2 separate regions of the Mus musculus genome follow, and region 1 is linked to region 2. The links are chromatin contacts, called in public promoter capture Hi-C maps. All regions are on one chromosome and are shown on one strand. Each heading gives the region's core, a stretch centred on a gene start, on an enhancer-like site or on the middle of the called end of the contact. The rest is flanking DNA. Distances are from core to core; before and after follow the strand shown. Region 1 holds the start of Cpa6 (carboxypeptidase A6). Region 2 holds the start of Sgk3 (serum/glucocorticoid regulated kinase 3).

Region 1 (3,011 bases), core at 309-2,808, 920 kb before region 2:
GCTGACTGTGATCATCCACTTCTGTGTTTGCTAGGCCCCGGCATAGCCTCACAAGAGACAGCTATATCAGGGTCCCTTCAGCAAAATCTTGCTAGTGTATGCAATGGTACAACTAATTCAGGGAGAATTTGAAAATGTCAGAGAATCATTTTAAATGCTCTTGGCTGTCATGAACCTGAAACTGACCCTGTCAGGAGAGCTTGGCTGACCTCGAGTAGAAGTTATGGGGAAGGGTTATGCTTCCCCCGCAGTGTGGGGTGCAGGAGTTCTGGAAGCTTCACAGGGATGATCGACTGCAGTAAAGCCACTGGAGCTCACTGTCTGCTTAAAAAGCACCAGTGCTCAGGAAAAAGCTGACAGGCTGTGTCCTCACACCCTCAGAGCTAAGGCAAAGCAAACCCGCAATGTGGGGTTTCTGGGTGAGTAGATGTTTGTGGCTGCTAAGAAAATTCTGAGCCAGTTCCTTCACTAAAACCATGGGAAATTTCCATTGGGAAATGGCTTGCTCCGAGGTTTCTTGATTTGTGTTCCCTCCCCCACCACAGTCTAGGAAGAGGAGAAAAAGCATGGCTCCTTCTAAAAATCAAGACTTGCTGCTATACCAAGTGTGGCTGAGGGGCCTCCACATGAGCCCTCACCCTGAAACACTTCATAAATGACAGAATTTCCCACTTGGCAGCAATCCTCTTCAGAATGAATCAGTAATTTGTAGGCGCTAGAAGTTTGACAAGCCCTGCTCTAAACCAGCTTGGGACTCACTGAGTGAGCTGGTCCCTATGTGCACCAGCACTCACCCCCCCCCCCCCCAGTGGCACCTGTCTCTTCCCACACCCTTCAACACTGGGATCACAGACCTGCACCCTGAGGATTGGCTTTTACACAGATGCTGGAGATCTGGACCTGAGTCCTCATGCCAGTTATTTCATTCACTGAACCACCTCCCCAGTCACTGGGGCAGCTTTTTCAATGACAGATGCCATCCTTCTGCATTCTGATTGAAAGGCTCACCTTCCCTAAATGATTCCAAATGTGCAACCAAGGTCACAAAGCCCTGGGAGGCTTCCCCATCCTTCAAGAAACTGTTCAGCAGCCACAAATATGGGTCCTGCTAGTGCAGAATGAATACCGAGAGCTCCTAGCAGGCTAGCAGTCCCTCTGTTTGTCCACATATAGTTACAAGCCAGAATGAGGCCAACATCTCACATCCAGATGCCTAAGCCTCCTCCTTCACACGTGAAGTTCCTTTCACTGTGGGTTTCAATCTGGAAAACCTGTGTGGAAATCTGTTGTGGCAGAACAAATCATTAAGCCTGGAATGTGTCTGCCAGCTTGTATGTCTCCTACATACTGTTGGCAATTAAGATAAGGTCCCTATGCTATCAAGGCAGCAGAGAAAGAACGGTTATACAAAAGACTTAGTGATCTTCAATAGGCAAACAGACAAACCAAAACCAGAGAAGGGTTACCCACAGGCTATAGCACCCTGCAAAGTCTGCCTGTGAGTCAGCTCAGGGAGGCCCAGCCCCTTCAGGAGAGCCTGATTTAGGATCGGCCCCTGCTTCCAGGCTGGGCTGGGCTGCATTTCCTCACAAGACCCAGTCTTAATAGCAACTCCCTAGCTGCCTAAAGTGTCACATTTTGCTCATTCCCAAGCCTTCTCCCCCACCCCTTTCCCAGACAACTTGCTGGTGAGCAGGGGGTGTTGTAAGCCACCTCCAGCCTCTTCCTTTGGTGACTGCTGTTAAGCAACTTTCAGCTCCTCTCATTGCAATAGTATGAACTTCCTCGGGAATCCCAGGAGCCACACAGCAGCTTTTCTGCCGGTTTGCTGGCTCCTTTTGAATATTCTGAAACCTGGGCACTGCCACTCTTACGACAACCGCTATGCTGGGTAAGTGGAGCCAACTTCTTGTCCTGCGAGGCTTTGCTTGTATGAGAGGGGTGTTGTTTAGCCCCCATGTGCCTCACCATTTTGTTGTTTGTGGTTTCTGTGTGACTGAGGGCTTCAGAGTCCCCTCCATAAAATGTATAAACAGCATCCAGTATTGGTTCAGTTGGCTGAGAACGTATTGTAGACAATAGTCTGCTATCATACTGTTTAGAGTGTCCCAGCCACAGCTGGGGCCTCAAAATTCAATGGGAAAGTGTCTCTGGGGTGCTGTGGCTAGTATCTGCAGTATTTGCCTTGGTTGATGCTCAGCATAAAGAATACTGTTGTACCACATGAAATATGACCTAGAAATTAGTGTCCTTTAGAATGGTGCACTCACTTCAGCAGTGGGTTAAAATTTACCTGTGACTTATTGAAGAGCTGAATATGATTTTAAAAAAAATGTTAGTTCAGGGTGATTGTTAGATATTTCAGATCGACACAAAATAAGCAGAATAAAAGTAGTCAACTGTAAACATGCTGGTATTTTTAAGAAGAAGAAACCAGTTTTCCCCTCTCTGTAGGTTAGCAGGCTCTGAGAAGGCAATCTCAGGGAGGCCCAGAGCTGGGACTAAAGAAATGTACCACTGTGCACGCTCTTATTATCTTGAAGGCTTGCTGTGGCACAGACAGCGTGCGCTTGGCTCAGATTTGCAGAGTGCTGATTTTTGAATCTGGAAATTATAGAATGCCTGCATTTTAGAAAGGAACCTTAACTAGATCCTCTAGTTCAGTTGCTTAAAACCAAGGAGGAGAAGTGACATTACCGTACCACTCAGTTATCTCCAGTGGAAAAAAATTAGCATCCCAAAGAAAAGTTGCTCATTTTAGGACTTGTATGTGGAGCTTGTGAGAGTATGGAATGCAGAATTGTGTTTCTCTTTCTCTCCCCGAGGAACTGGAAGCTGCTTTTGTTTAGTAATCTTCCAAATACAGAATTTACAGGGAGACATTCACAAACATGATTTTAATTGGGGAGGGCACAGGATCAAGTGGGAAGGTGTTTGGTGAAATAGAGGTGGGAATATAACCTTAAAATTTTCCACCTATATTTTTTTTTCTTGAGGCACAGAAGGGCATT
Region 2 (3,328 bases), core at 52-2,551:
ACGTCATATAAATTGTCAAACATATTGAAAACAAAGCTCCCTATAAAAACAAAACTAGGTTCAGTCCAGTGGCAGTGTAAAGAAAGGGAACTTCTGATGTCTGAGTTGTCAGACTTGGAATCAGAGAGTCCACCTTTCTGAAGTTACATGGGATCTGGCCTGAGACCTGCCAGCAACAGGTCCCATCTCTCCACGCCTGAATCCTACGGGGAATGAAGGGTAAGAACTTGCCTTAAGGGAGTGGTAGCCTAAGGGGGCAGAAGGCACACCCATTCCTAAAATATGTCTGAAACTTCCTCTAATGTTTCCAGCTCTTTCTATAACATTGGGGAACTAGAGTATGCATGGCCTCTTCGTGGCTACAACCACAAATAACTTATCATTTTGAGTTAAGAATTTGAGGTAATATTTATAAAGCACTTAGGAAACAGAGCAGTTCATAGTATGAGCTGTGTTTGCTAAATAAAGCAGGCACTTTCCAGGCCTGTTAGGTAAACAATCTAGTGAGAAGGGCAAGACTCTACCCAAGAGGCGTTTTTGGGGTTTTGTTGTTTTGTTTTCCTCTCTCTTTCTCTCTCTCTCTCTCTCTCTCTCTCCCCCTCTCTCTCTCTCTCTTTCTTCTTCTGTGTTTATTCTCGAATCCTAAGTGCATCCAGCATAGTCTCTGCCTGCAGAACTGCAGTTCAACCAGGCATTCGGTGCAACATTAAGTCAAAGACCTTTGTTTCAAGAGGCGAATCCCTTCTCTTTTCTACCGGTCCAAAGAACCATCCCTAAGCGCGCCCTAGAACCGAAAACCTCAGCGCGCTTTAAGGCGGCATTCGTCGGTGCTTGAACCGTGAGAATCGACCGAGCGAAAACAGACCGAAGGGTTCGAGTCTGAGAACTTGAAAAAGAGTGGCGACGCGATCTAGCCCTGCCGACCACTTCACACCGTCGCCCCGGCGGGTCCGCGCAGAACCCCATCCCGCGTCAGGTGGGCTCCCGGGTCCTCGCCACCCGCTGCCCCGCTCGGGGGGCCGGGCGAGCCGCCCGCGCTCCCCCGCGCGAGGGAGCCCCACGCCACGGCGCTGAGCTCTCCCGGAGCACACAAAGACCGCGCCGGGCCGCGGCGGGACCCCGGCGCCCGAGAGAGCCCGGCCGGGACCCCGGCACGCAGACCGGCGCACCCGCCCCGCACCTACCCGGCTGTGCGGCGTCCGGGCGCCCGGGCGCGGAGCCCAGAGCGCTGGCAGTTTCTTCTTCCCGGCGGCGCGGCCGGGCGCCGGCGTTTCCTCCCTGACGCGTCACGGCGGCTCCTCCCGCGAAGCGCCGGGCGGCGGGCGGGCGGGCGGGCGGCGCGAGGGGACGGCGGGGTCGGCCGGGACCCGCGCGGATGGCGGGACCGCTCGGCTACCCGCGCTCGCCCGTCACGCGGGGTGCAAAGTTCAGGAGGAGACGCCGCCGGACTCCTGCGCTCAGCTGACGGGATGCGCGAGGTCCGCGGCGAGGGTGACCTTGGCCCACTCGGGAGCCCGGGCGGCAGAGCGGACCCGGGCGGTGGCAGAGGGCTGGGGGCTGCGGCTTCCTGCAAGCTGGACGCTGCAGAAGCCAAATAAGTATTCGGACGATCTGGAGAGCCCACTGTGCTTCCTTTAGCTTTTTCTGGGCAGTTTTCTACACTTTTTCCCACGTCAGCAGATTGATTTTTTTTTTTTTTTTTGACCAGTGTTTATGGATGAGCGAGGGCTCTCACAAATTGGCAGATAGATGCTATGTACAGATAATATGCGTTTCTCTTGATCATTTTAGATCTATGGATTATTTTTGTTTGTTATTTTTAAACTACCCAACACACTCTACTGCTGGTGCTTGTCCATTTAACTACAGAAGCTGCGTTTTTAAAAACCCGTTCTGTGAATGGGGAACTAAGAATTACACGATTCAATGGTTGTGGAGTAGAGTTAAAATTTTGAACTAGAGAGCCACACCACCACTGTAGTTTAGGTTTTATCTGATACCACGTGAAAGTAGACCCACACAACTGTTTAAAGGATTTCTGTCTGCATGGCATGCTTCATATTTTACATTAATCTACCCTTTGAATCATATGGTTCCAGAAAATTTGCCACAAATCTATGAACAAATAGAGGAACTGAGATGAATGAGTGAGTTCCGTAAATTCAAAGAACTCTTTATATTTTAGAACGATACTCAGAAGATTTAGCCTCATGAATAAATGTAAGAAAAGTTATTTGTACTATCCATGCTGCAATATGGCCTTGTCCTTAAAATAGGTTGTGAACCCAAATTCTTTTATACTGTGAAACCTATTATTCTCACAGGACTTTCTTAACAGCGATTCTCCATGGCTTTGGGAAATGGACAAGAAAATACAGTTCATAGAGCCCAACATATTGCAGCAGTCATTTATATGTTCCACTATGATCTGCTTACAAAGCAATACACACAATAAAGCACACATCTTCTCTGTGACAAAAAAACAAGTGATCAGTGTATCTGCTAATTAAAGCCATATTCATAATACTGAAGAAATGCTCTTGGACAAAAGGAAATTTTATGTCAATAAACACTAAGGGAATGACATCATTCTCGATTAAAAGATAAATACCTAACTATCACCACATTTTGACGTTAGGGAAAAAAAAAAAAACAGATGGAAACCATTTTAGTGTTTCCAGGATAAATTTGTCTTACCACTATAAAGAACGTGGGGCGGGGGAGGGGGGAAGAGAGATCGAGAGCCCACCAACATTTATGGACAAGAAATGAGGATGATCTTCATTTGATTAAGAGGAAGTTAGGTATGGGCTTGTGAGTGAGTGTGTGTGTGTGTGTGTGTGTGTGTGTGTGTGTGTGTGTACATGCACACACATGTAAGCATGCATACAGGGTGGAGATCAGAAGTAGTTTTCTTCCCCAGACGTTGTCCGGCTTATTTTCTGAGATGGAGTCTCTTGCTGATCTTAGACCTGGCTGTTGGCATCTTGGCTGTCCTGTGAGCTCCAGGGTCCTCCCCTGTCTGCCTTCCCAGCGCTGTGATTAGGCACCATCATAGCTGGCTTTGTACATGGCACCCAAACTCAGGTCCTCACATCAGTGCAGCAAGCACTCTACTGACTGAGCCATCTTCCTCACCCTTAAAATTAACTTTTCTACTTAATTCTAGGGATCAAATCCTGGATGCTGTATATACACTAGGCGTCTGCTACACCGCTGAGATGCGTCTCCAGATGCATGTAAGGGTGTGCTTTGAGTAGCATCCCTTTAATTAACTCCTATGGTGATACAGATCTTATTCCCATTGTCCAGTATGTTTAGGGTTAAA

The links. Capture Hi-C pulls out chosen DNA fragments and counts their contacts.
Region 1: a contact with region 2 is called in a promoter capture Hi-C map of adipose tissue. The contact joins the promoter of Cpa6 here to the promoter of Sgk3 in region 2. A contact is called at or near these places in 1 of 39 promoter capture datasets (the 3T3-L1 cell line) and 1 of 9 other capture datasets (adipose tissue).

The regions. Positions count from the first base shown.
Region 1 is chr1:10,718,492-10,721,502 of GRCm38.p6, reverse strand. It overlaps Cpa6 (carboxypeptidase A6), which reads left to right and starts at 1,558. Exons shown (of 11, transcript NM_177834.4): 1 at 1,558-1,891. The coding sequence starts at 1,776.
Region 2 is chr1:9,796,103-9,799,430 of GRCm38.p6, reverse strand. It overlaps Sgk3 (serum/glucocorticoid regulated kinase 3), which reads right to left and starts at 1,301. Exons shown (of 18, transcript NM_133220.2): 1 at 1,185-1,301.